Linked DNA regions of Sus scrofa: regions 2 and 3 are each linked to region 1. Evidence: chromatin contacts called from public HiChIP or PLAC-seq and promoter capture Hi-C data. All regions are on one chromosome and are shown on one strand. Each heading gives the region's core, a stretch centred on a gene start, on an enhancer-like site or on the middle of the called end of the contact. The rest is flanking DNA. Distances are from core to core; before and after follow the strand shown. Region 1 holds the start of CNP (2',3'-cyclic-nucleotide 3'-phosphodiesterase). Region 2 has its middle 12 kb from the start of ZNF385C. Region 3 holds the start of DHX58 (DExH-box helicase 58).

Evidence for each region. Promoter capture Hi-C pulls out the DNA fragments that hold promoters and counts their contacts. HiChIP or PLAC-seq counts read pairs in DNA pulled down with a chosen protein or histone mark.
Region 2: a contact with region 1 is called in an H3K27ac HiChIP or PLAC-seq map of alveolar macrophages. The contact joins the enhancer-like site here to the promoter of CNP in region 1. A contact is called at or near these places in 1 of 5 promoter capture datasets (fetal liver), 3 of 47 Hi-C or Micro-C datasets (alveolar macrophages, embryonic fibroblasts and heart right ventricle) and 2 of 2 datasets of contacts at active chromatin or transcription factors (alveolar macrophages and skeletal muscle).
Region 3: a promoter capture Hi-C map of fetal liver shows a contact between it and region 1, with 3 times the contacts expected there. The contact joins the promoter of DHX58 here to the promoter of CNP in region 1. A contact is called at or near these places in 3 of 5 promoter capture datasets (fetal liver, fetal skeletal muscle and liver), 24 of 47 Hi-C or Micro-C datasets (alveolar macrophages, blood, brain and 14 more) and 2 of 2 datasets of contacts at active chromatin or transcription factors (alveolar macrophages and skeletal muscle).

The regions. Positions count from the first base shown.
Region 1 is chr12:20,764,078-20,766,999 of Sscrofa11.1, forward strand. It overlaps CNP (2',3'-cyclic-nucleotide 3'-phosphodiesterase), which reads right to left and starts at 1,578. Exons shown (of 4, transcript XM_003131420.5): 1 at 1,398-1,578; 2 at 1-182. The coding sequence starts at 1,400. TTC25 (tetratricopeptide repeat protein 25) reads right to left here. Exons shown (of 12, transcript XM_021066990.1): 12 at 2,011-2,922.
Region 2 is chr12:20,675,703-20,678,532 of Sscrofa11.1, forward strand. No RefSeq gene overlaps it. Among named protein-coding and RNA genes, the nearest start is that of ZNF385C, 12 kb to the right of the region's middle. Within about 2 kb of position 1,574, at least 5 of the 83 cell types and tissues checked have an H3K27ac peak or open chromatin away from gene starts, as enhancers often do. A contact at or near this core is called in alveolar macrophages and skeletal muscle, where this site is marked.
Region 3 is chr12:20,646,502-20,649,201 of Sscrofa11.1, forward strand. DHX58 (DExH-box helicase 58) reads left to right here and starts at 1,252. Exons shown (of 13, transcript NM_001199132.1): 1 at 1,252-1,492; 2 at 1,627-1,795; 3 at 2,004-2,205; 4 at 2,597-2,700. The coding sequence starts at 1,628. KAT2A (histone acetyltransferase KAT2A) reads left to right here. Exons shown (of 18, transcript XM_013980960.2): 17 at 56-140; 18 at 265-963. The coding sequence ends at 458.

The DNA.
Region 1 (2,922 bases), core at 328-2,827:
CCGCTCCCGGGCAGGCCGCGCAGGATGAAGAGCGTCTTGCACTCCTGCAGCGTGGCCACCGTCTCCTCATCCTGCAGGAAGGGAAACTGCAGCTCCGGCTTGTCCTTGGCCCCTGAGGATGACATTTTGCGGAAGAAGATCTTGGGCAGGAACGTTTGGCTCTTTCGGGAGAAGCCTCTATTCTGTGTGAAGAAGGGAAGACAGGAGTCAGCCAGGTCACCGCCAGCCTTGCCCCCTTGCCTCTGGCCTCGTTCTAACTGGGGGGGCCCTGCTCCTGGGCGCAGCCCTGATTGACAGGCACCCCCGGGGTGCTGCGGGCACCGTCCCAAAACGTGGGGTGCTGGTCCTATTCTCCTAGGTCTTTGCAACCTGATGGCTTCGGGTTGTGCAGCTTGGAGAGGAGCACTTGTCTGGGTCTGAAACTCCTACTCGAAGATCACTCGCTGCCACCACTTCCAAAGGAAAACTGCTGGAAGTGCATGCAGGGGAGGGCCTGAAGCCTGCGCTCTTGGGAGCGGACCCTAACTTTATATTCCTGGCACCTACTAAGGATGACCTCTTTGGAGGTGGTGGGGGGCTCTACGTCTGGGCAAAGCCACAGCTGCCCTGGCTCTGAGTGCACAGAGGAGGGTGGGGGTGGAGAAGGGTGACCCCAAGCCCGCCTCCCTTCCCCCAACAATGCCAGCAACAAATAATACTCTCTTGTCTGGGATGGGGGGGGACAATGGTCCCACAGAAAGGCTGGTGGGGGGCAGGGCAGGAGAGCACTGGACAAAGGGCTTCATTCAGCACCCCTGCCACCTCCTCCTCTGCCCTGGTTCCCCCCCACCAAAGTCTTGGTCTTTGTGCCTGCCCCAGGACTGGGCGGTACTGGACACCTGTGTCCAGGGTCTAGCTCTGCCCACCCCTTGCTGTGTGTCAGCAGCACCTCTCTGAGCCGCTTGTTTTCCTGCCAGCAAAAAGCCACAGGTGATAGTTTTTACTGTAAGCCGCCTTCTCCTCTCAATCGGGAGGCCCCACCTCCCGCCAGTCCCCTGCGAGCTCAGCTGGCGTACGTTTATCTCCGATGAGGCCCCGAGCAGGGGAGCGCGCCGCAGGCCCACCCAGCGTGGGCCCAGCGTGTTACCTGAGCCCACCGGCCTCCCGCGTCTGCCCCGGGGCTGCTGCCCGATTCCCTTCCTCTTCCAGCGCTGTCCCCACTCCCCGACTCTCCCCGCGTCGCAGCTACCTCCGGGCTGCACCGGACTGCCGAGAAAACCCCAACTCCACTCCGGAACCACGCTCCTCATTTGCATGCCACTTCCTCCCCCAGTCGCCCAGCGCTCCCCTTCTCCACTAAGGTGCTATCCTGGCCCGGTCCGCTCGCTCCCCTCCCGGCCCTTCCCGCGCCCGCTCACCATGATGAGGAGGAGGCGCCGCGGTCGCCGCCTTCGCAGCACTGGCTCTCCGGGGCCGCCCGCCCGCGCGGAGGGACACGGAGTCTAGCGGTGGCGCGTGGCCACGCTCGGCCGCCTTACATAGCCCGGGGGCGGAGCGCCCGCGGGCGGGACGGGGGTGGGCCGGCTCCGGCTCCGGCCCCCTCTGCGCAGGCGCGGCGAATCGAAACTCGAAACTGATTCGGCAGGGGGTGGAAAGGACCCCGCTCCCGTGCGCTCGGGCTGTGGTGCCCCTGTGCCTCAGTCAAGCAGCTGCGCGGCGGCCGGGGACCAAGGTGGAGGCGGACGGCTGGTGTGGCCTGTTTTTCTTGTAGGAGTTACGGACAAACACCTTGAAGGAGACAGTCACCCTCCTCGGTCCCGCACGGAAATTGGGTCGAGGCGAGGAAGGCAGGGTCTTCCAAGTGCAAGGCTGAATCCTGTCTTTAAGTTTTGATATCGTACTCATCATCACTTTTTGCATGAATTTTTTTCAGCACGCAGAAGTTCCCAGTCGAGGGCTATAACCCTCGCTACAGCAGTGGCGATGCCTGGCCCTTAACCTGCTGAGCCACTAGGAAACTCCAGTTTTTGCTTTTTTTTTTTTTTTTTAACCATATTGCATTAAAATAGTTTCTCTTTTCTCAGTGAGTTTTTTTGGACCCTACATTACTTAAAAGTTGCATTCGAAATGACTCATTTGCCTCCCCCTAGCCTCAGCCTAAAGTCAGCCTCTGCCCCCACCAACCCCAACACTTCAGGAATTGTGGAGATGGGATTAGGATGGCAATGGCCAAAGGGATAGATGAATAACGTGAAATCCTAACTCACCCTCTGAGGCAGCTGCTCAGCCACCCCCTCTGTGAAACCACTGAAAGCTGAGGTGGGTTTTCAAGAGCTTCCTGTGTACCAGGTGCTGTGCTAAGTACCCATATAAACCTCAGGTGTGAGAAAACAGCCTTGCAGACAACGGTTTACTTGACTATATGGTGGCGGGAGGCGGGATCAGCTGCAGCTCCTACTCCCACAGTCCTGGGGCAGACACCTTCCTTCTCCCTCTGGGTCCTAGAGCCCAGCGTCCCACCAGCACCAGCGTGCATTTCATTCGGCTGTCCAGGCTTAGGGGTTTACAAGTAGGCTGCCTTCACTATGTGATGGATGAGAGGTCTCATCCTTATTTCTTCCAGAAAGCCTCCCACAGTCCTCTGCACACAGTAGGTACTCAGCAAGATGAACCAATGGCCAGCAGCTGGGCAGATGTACCTCTACTCCCAGGCCTTTCTCTGTCCTCCCCTCCTTAAGGGTTTTGAGTTCCTTAGAGCTCACCCATTTCTTCATTCTCCTGAAACTGTTCCTTCTTCTTCCTTTTTTTTTTTTTTTTTTTTTTTTTGGCTTTTTTAGGTCCAAATCTGTGGCGTATGGAGGGTCCCAGGCTAGGGGTCAAATTGGAGCTGTAGCAACACCAGATCCGAGCCATGTCTGGGATCTACACCACAGCTCACACCAA
Region 2 (2,830 bases), core at 324-2,823, 88 kb before region 1:
GGATCCGAGCTTCGTCTTTGACCTACACCACACCTCACAGGAACGCTGGGTCCTTAACCCACTGAGTGAGGCCAGGGATTGAACCTGCATCCTCATGGATACTAGTCGGGATCTTCACCCGCTGAGCCACAATGGGAACTCCAGAAATGAGTCTCTTTCACTGGGAGAAGAGACCCCCGAGGAGGAAGCTGCCAACCGTGGTCAGCTGGCAGTAGGAAGTGGGGTGGGCTTTTTTCTATTTGTGGGGGAGCAGATCCGGGATGCAGGCGTGGGCATTATGGGAAAGCTGTCCCCGTGCTGAGGCGCTTTCTATCCTTGAGAGCTGTCCAGCAATGGAATGGCTGTCTCGCAAAGCCGTGAGCGCCCTGTCATCAGCATGTTCAAGCCGAGGCCAGAGGGTAACTTGTCAGGAACAAACTGGGCAAGGGACAGAGTGACCTCTAAGATTCCTTCCCAGCCTGAGCAGGTGCAGTTCCCCCAAGGACAGATACAGGATGTGGACTGTGATGGGGAGAGCTGGGACCAGATCAAGTTAGAGAATGGCGTGCTGGGGGATGGGAGGGTACACGGGGTGTAGCATGACTCTCAGATCCCCCCTGCCCCCTTGATTGATTTTTGAGGAACCATTTTATTGAGCTATGAGTCATATACCATAAAATGCACCCATTTGGGGGGGATTTGTTTTGGCCATGCCCGTGGCATGTGGAAGTTCCTGAGCCGGGGGTCAAACCTGTGCCACAGCAGCTACCCCAGCCACTGCAGTGACACCAGATTCTTAACCCATTCCGCCACAAGGGAACTCCAGTTTGCCCATTTAAAGTGGATTTACTCTTACAGTGTAAATGCATGCATGCATTCATTCAATAATTCTTTATCGAGCATTTATTAGGTATGCACCAAGTTTTGTGCGGGTGCTTCCCCCACCTGGGAAATAAAGGCCCTGCCCCCATGGGGGAGACAGGGAAGTGTCCAGGGAAAAGCATTACATCTTAGGGGATAAGCTAAGAGGGAAATTAACCAGGGGCTGGGATAAAGAATAATGGGTCTGGGATACAGGGTCTGGGGAGGTGACATTGGAGCTGAGGCCTGAGCAACAAGGAAACAGCCTTATGAACATGAGAGGAGAGTTCCAGGCTGAGGGAACAGCAGAGGCCTCAAGACAGGAGTGAGCTGGTGGATGTGAGGACCAAGAAGAAGAGCTAGGAGCAGGAGGCCTAGATATGGCCAGGGCTTCCCCTGGTGGGATGGGACCTGCTTTCTGGAAGGCCTGCTTAAGCCGGAGCCTGCCCGAAGCATGAGGTGGGGTGAGCAGCACTGAAGCATCTTCTCGGAATACAAGAGCCATGATTTCCGTCTCCCTCCCTGGGGCTCCCCAGCAATGGGAAGGTGGCAGGTGCTGTTGGGACATCATGCTACTGACCCCTGCCTCCTGCCCTCCCTGATTAGCTTTATGCTCCTGTCTTGTGCCTGGGGGTTCCCAGATGTGGGTGGCGGGTGAGTCCGGGACCAGACCTGGTGCACTGATTTCCTGGGAAGAATCAGAAATGACCCACAGCCACACACACCAGTGCTGTTGCCCCAGCAGGCCCACTGGCCTGGCTTCATCCCCTGACCTTGGGACAACCTGGAGTTTCCCATCTGGTGCTCACTTCCTGATTGACTTTGGGCCAGTTTCTTAATGTGTCCAATCTTTCATTTCCTGGTCTGTAAAATGGGGAGCAAACCAGTCTGGGCTGTTAATGAGGATTGAACGGGATCCCTCCTAGCACCCAGTAGATGCTTTGTGAACGTCAGTTTCCTTCTTTTTTTTTTTTCAATCTTTTTCTATGCCCTCACCTGCAGCATATGGAGGTTCCCAGGGTATGGGTCTAATTGGGTCTGTAGCCACCGGCCGAAGCCAAAGCCACAGCAAGTGGGATCTAAGCTGCCTCTGTGATCTACACCACAGCTCACAGCAATGCTGGATCCTTAACCCACTGAGCGAGGTCAGGGATCAAAGCCACAACCTCATGGTTCCTAGTCGAATTCATTAACCACTGAGCCACGACAGGGACTCCTCAGTTTCCTCCTTCCTCCCTTTGAGCTTCGGCTGAAAACACCGGCTGGCTTACGAATGGATAGAGAAGGGTCAGGGCGGGCCTATAGGAGGTGGCCACTTGGGGTCCCCGCCCTCAAGCTCTGAGACCCCCCCGAAATTCGATGGGCACGCAGGACTGGCCGGTCAGGACAAGGGAGGATACTCATTGATGGGCCCAGCCCTGCCGCTAGGCGAGCCCCCGGGTCTCCCCTCACCTCCTTCCCTGGGGAGCCCCATCGCACAGCCGCCGTCCCAGCCCGCTCGCCTGCACTCGGCTCTGGGCGGCGCGGCTCCTGGCACCTGCTCCCCGCGGGCCGCCCAGGGGCGGGCTCCGGAGTCGCGGCGGCTGCCCCGGGACACGCGGGCCCGGGACTCACCCGCCGCGCACCTCCAGGAGCTGAGAATCCGGATCACCCCGGGTGGCCGCGAGCGGCTGGATGCGGCCCGGCTCCGGTCGGGAGCGCCCTTCAGGTAGGCGCGGGAGCCGGCCACGGGACCGCACTCCTGGCTCCCCCATCCCGGACCAACACGCCGCTGGGGCTGAGCGCCCGAGGGGGCCCGCGCGGGCGGGGTGTAGGTGCTCTGTAGAGCTGGTGGCAGCAGTGGCAGGCCCCTGCCCCGCCTTGCGTTAGGAGAAGGTGGGAGACTGGACCTGCAACTGAACCGGAAACCGAGGTTGGGCAGAGGGACAACAAGCCTGATGGCCAGAAGGACTTCCAGCTCCCAGGCGGTAGGGGAGGGGAGGCTGGGGAC
Region 3 (2,700 bases), core at 2-2,501, 120 kb before region 1:
TCACCAGCTGGTTGTGGGCGCCGTGGGCCCGGGCCCAGCTTGGCTCTCCTTGCAGTCCCACCCCAGTGCCTGGCCCTTCATGGAGCCCGTGAAGAAGTCGGAGGCCCCAGACTACTACGAGGTCATCCGCTTCCCCATCGGTGAGGACCTTCCAGTCCAACCCCTTCCTCCCCTTTTCGCTGCGCCGCCCCGCATCGTCCCGGCTCCTTCCGTCCTGGGCCATGTGGCCTCTGAAAGGCACGCCCTTGTCCCCTGCTGCCCCAGACCTGAAGACCATGACGGAGAGGCTGCGCAGCCGGTACTACGTGACGCGGAAGCTCTTCGTGGCGGACCTGCAGCGGGTCATCGCCAACTGCCGCGAGTACAACCCCCCAGACAGCGAGTACTGCCGCTGCGCCAGCGCCCTGGAGAAGTTCTTCTACTTCAAGCTCAAGGAGGGCGGGCTCATCGACAAGTAGCCTGACTCTGGACCGTGGCCTCCACCCGTAAAGTCTCCGTCTCAGGCTCTGATCTGATGCCTGAGGTGGCCCTACCCAGGTCCCCCTCGGTGTGAGACACTCCAGCGGGGGCCCTGCACCCCGCGATCCTGCAGCCTTTCTGGGCCCTGGGGCACCGCACGCCTGCAGCTCTGTCCCATCCTTCCTTGTGTCTGACCTTGGGGAGGGGTTTCTGGGTCTGGAGCCCAGCCCCTCTAGAGTGGCTGGTGGCCCCCAGCCCGGGTCTCCCCACTAAGCTATGGCGTCTTAGAAGCCCGGGCCTGGCCCAGGTCACTGTTTCCTCAAGGGCAGGATTTCCAGTTTTCGCTTGAGTGACGGGCCCTCAGGGGTTGGAAGTTCAACCTGGACTGGAGGGGCCGAGCGTCATTCTGCACTGATCTGTTTTTCCCCTGGGGTGGGGGCATGGGGACCATTCATTTCTTGGCATTAATCCCTTGGAGGGAACAATAAAGTTCTTTTTTTTTTTTTCTCTGTGTGATTATTTATCAGTGGAATCCCCAGCCTCAGCAGGCAGGGCCCGTTCTGCCAGCATGGCTCACGCCTGTCCCCGCACCCCTGGGCTGATGGCTACCTGCCCGTAGCCCCCCACGTCTCCCTGCTTGCTTCTGCTGGGCCAGGCATCGTCACGTGGGTGGGATCGGTTACAGCCGCGGCCCTCACGGGGGCGGGGCGGGGCCGGGCGGTGAAGACCCCTCTCCAGGGGGTGGGGCCAACAGGACCCGGGAGGGAAGAAAGGGTATCTTGCTGGCAGCAGCCTTTCTGTCTGCCCTGCTTCTGAAGCTCGTAGTTTTTTTCGGAGGGGCAGGGAAGGGAGAGTCTTAGTTTGATCTCTGCTGGGCTAGCTCCTCCCTTCAGTTTCAGTTTCCATTTCCTTCTCAGCAAGCCCAGCGGCATCTGGGCTAAGCCCGCAGAGCGCAGAGCGGCCAGTGAGACGCTGAGGGAGCAGGTGTGGTCCTTAGTCCTCTGCCTCCCCTCCTACCCAGATAAGGTTCCTGGTAGGTCCCTCCGTGGCCCTGCCCTCTCCTCCCTCAGGCGGGGGTGGAGTCCGGGCAAAGGGAGTGGGGAGAGGCGCTGAGGGGAGGCTGGGCTGGGAGGGGTCCAGGGGTCTTGAGCTCCCTGCCATTCCTAGAATGGAGCTGCGACCCTACCAGTGGGAGGTGATCATGCCCGCTCTGGAGGGCAGGAATATCATCATATGGCTGCCCACGGGCGCTGGCAAGACCAGGGCGGCTGCTTATGTGGCCAAGAGGCATCTGGAGACTGTGGATGGAGCCAAGGTGGTTGTGCTGGTCAACAGGGTAAGTGGCCTGCCCGCCCCCCAGCAGGGTCTCAACTCCTCAGGCGCCTCTCAGGATCTTCCAGAACTCCAGAGCAGCTGTGGCCGTCTCCAAGCTCACATGTCTTTTCACCCATTCCAGCCCAGAGCCATGTCCTGGGGGTCACCCTGCCTTCCCTGCCCCTGGCCCTGCTCCAGCTTCCTCTCCCCATCTCATTCTCCACCCCCAGGTACACCTGGTGACCCAGCATTGTGAGGAGTTCAGCCGCATGCTGGACAGACGCTGGGCCATTACCACCCTGAGCGGGGACATGGGGCCACGAGCCGGCTTTGGCCACCTGGCCCGGAGCCATGATCTGCTCATCTGCACAGCTGAGCTGCTACAGAAGGCGCTGACCAGCGAGGAGGAGGAGGAGCACGTGGAGCTCAACGGTGAGGACCGCGGGCCGCGGGCAACGGTGTGCCCCCAAAGTCCCTGCCTGCCCACTCCAGGGCTCCTGTTCTAGTAAAAGCCTTGGGACATCTCGTGGGACGAGGGATCCCCGCTCACGAAACCGCAGCAGACACCTTCTAAAAACCAACCCCCGTCTACAATGCAGGATCTTGGGCCAGTCCTTTCCCCCAGCTGAGCCTCAGTTTACTAATCTGTAAAATGGAGGTAAATGGCCGCTGCCTGGCCCTGGGCCCAGCTGCAAGCAGTGAAAGGAGGAAGGAATTCTCCCATGAGTTTGGGGGCCACATGAAACAAAGCTTGTGGGAGGAAGGGATTTGCAAACACGGGTCATAACCTCCCCACCCCACCCCCACCCCCACCTTCCTGCAGTCTTCTCCCTGCTGGTGGTGGATGAGTGTCACCACACACACAAAGACACCGTCTACAACATCATCCTGAGCCAGTACCTGAAGCATAAATTCCAGAGGACGAAG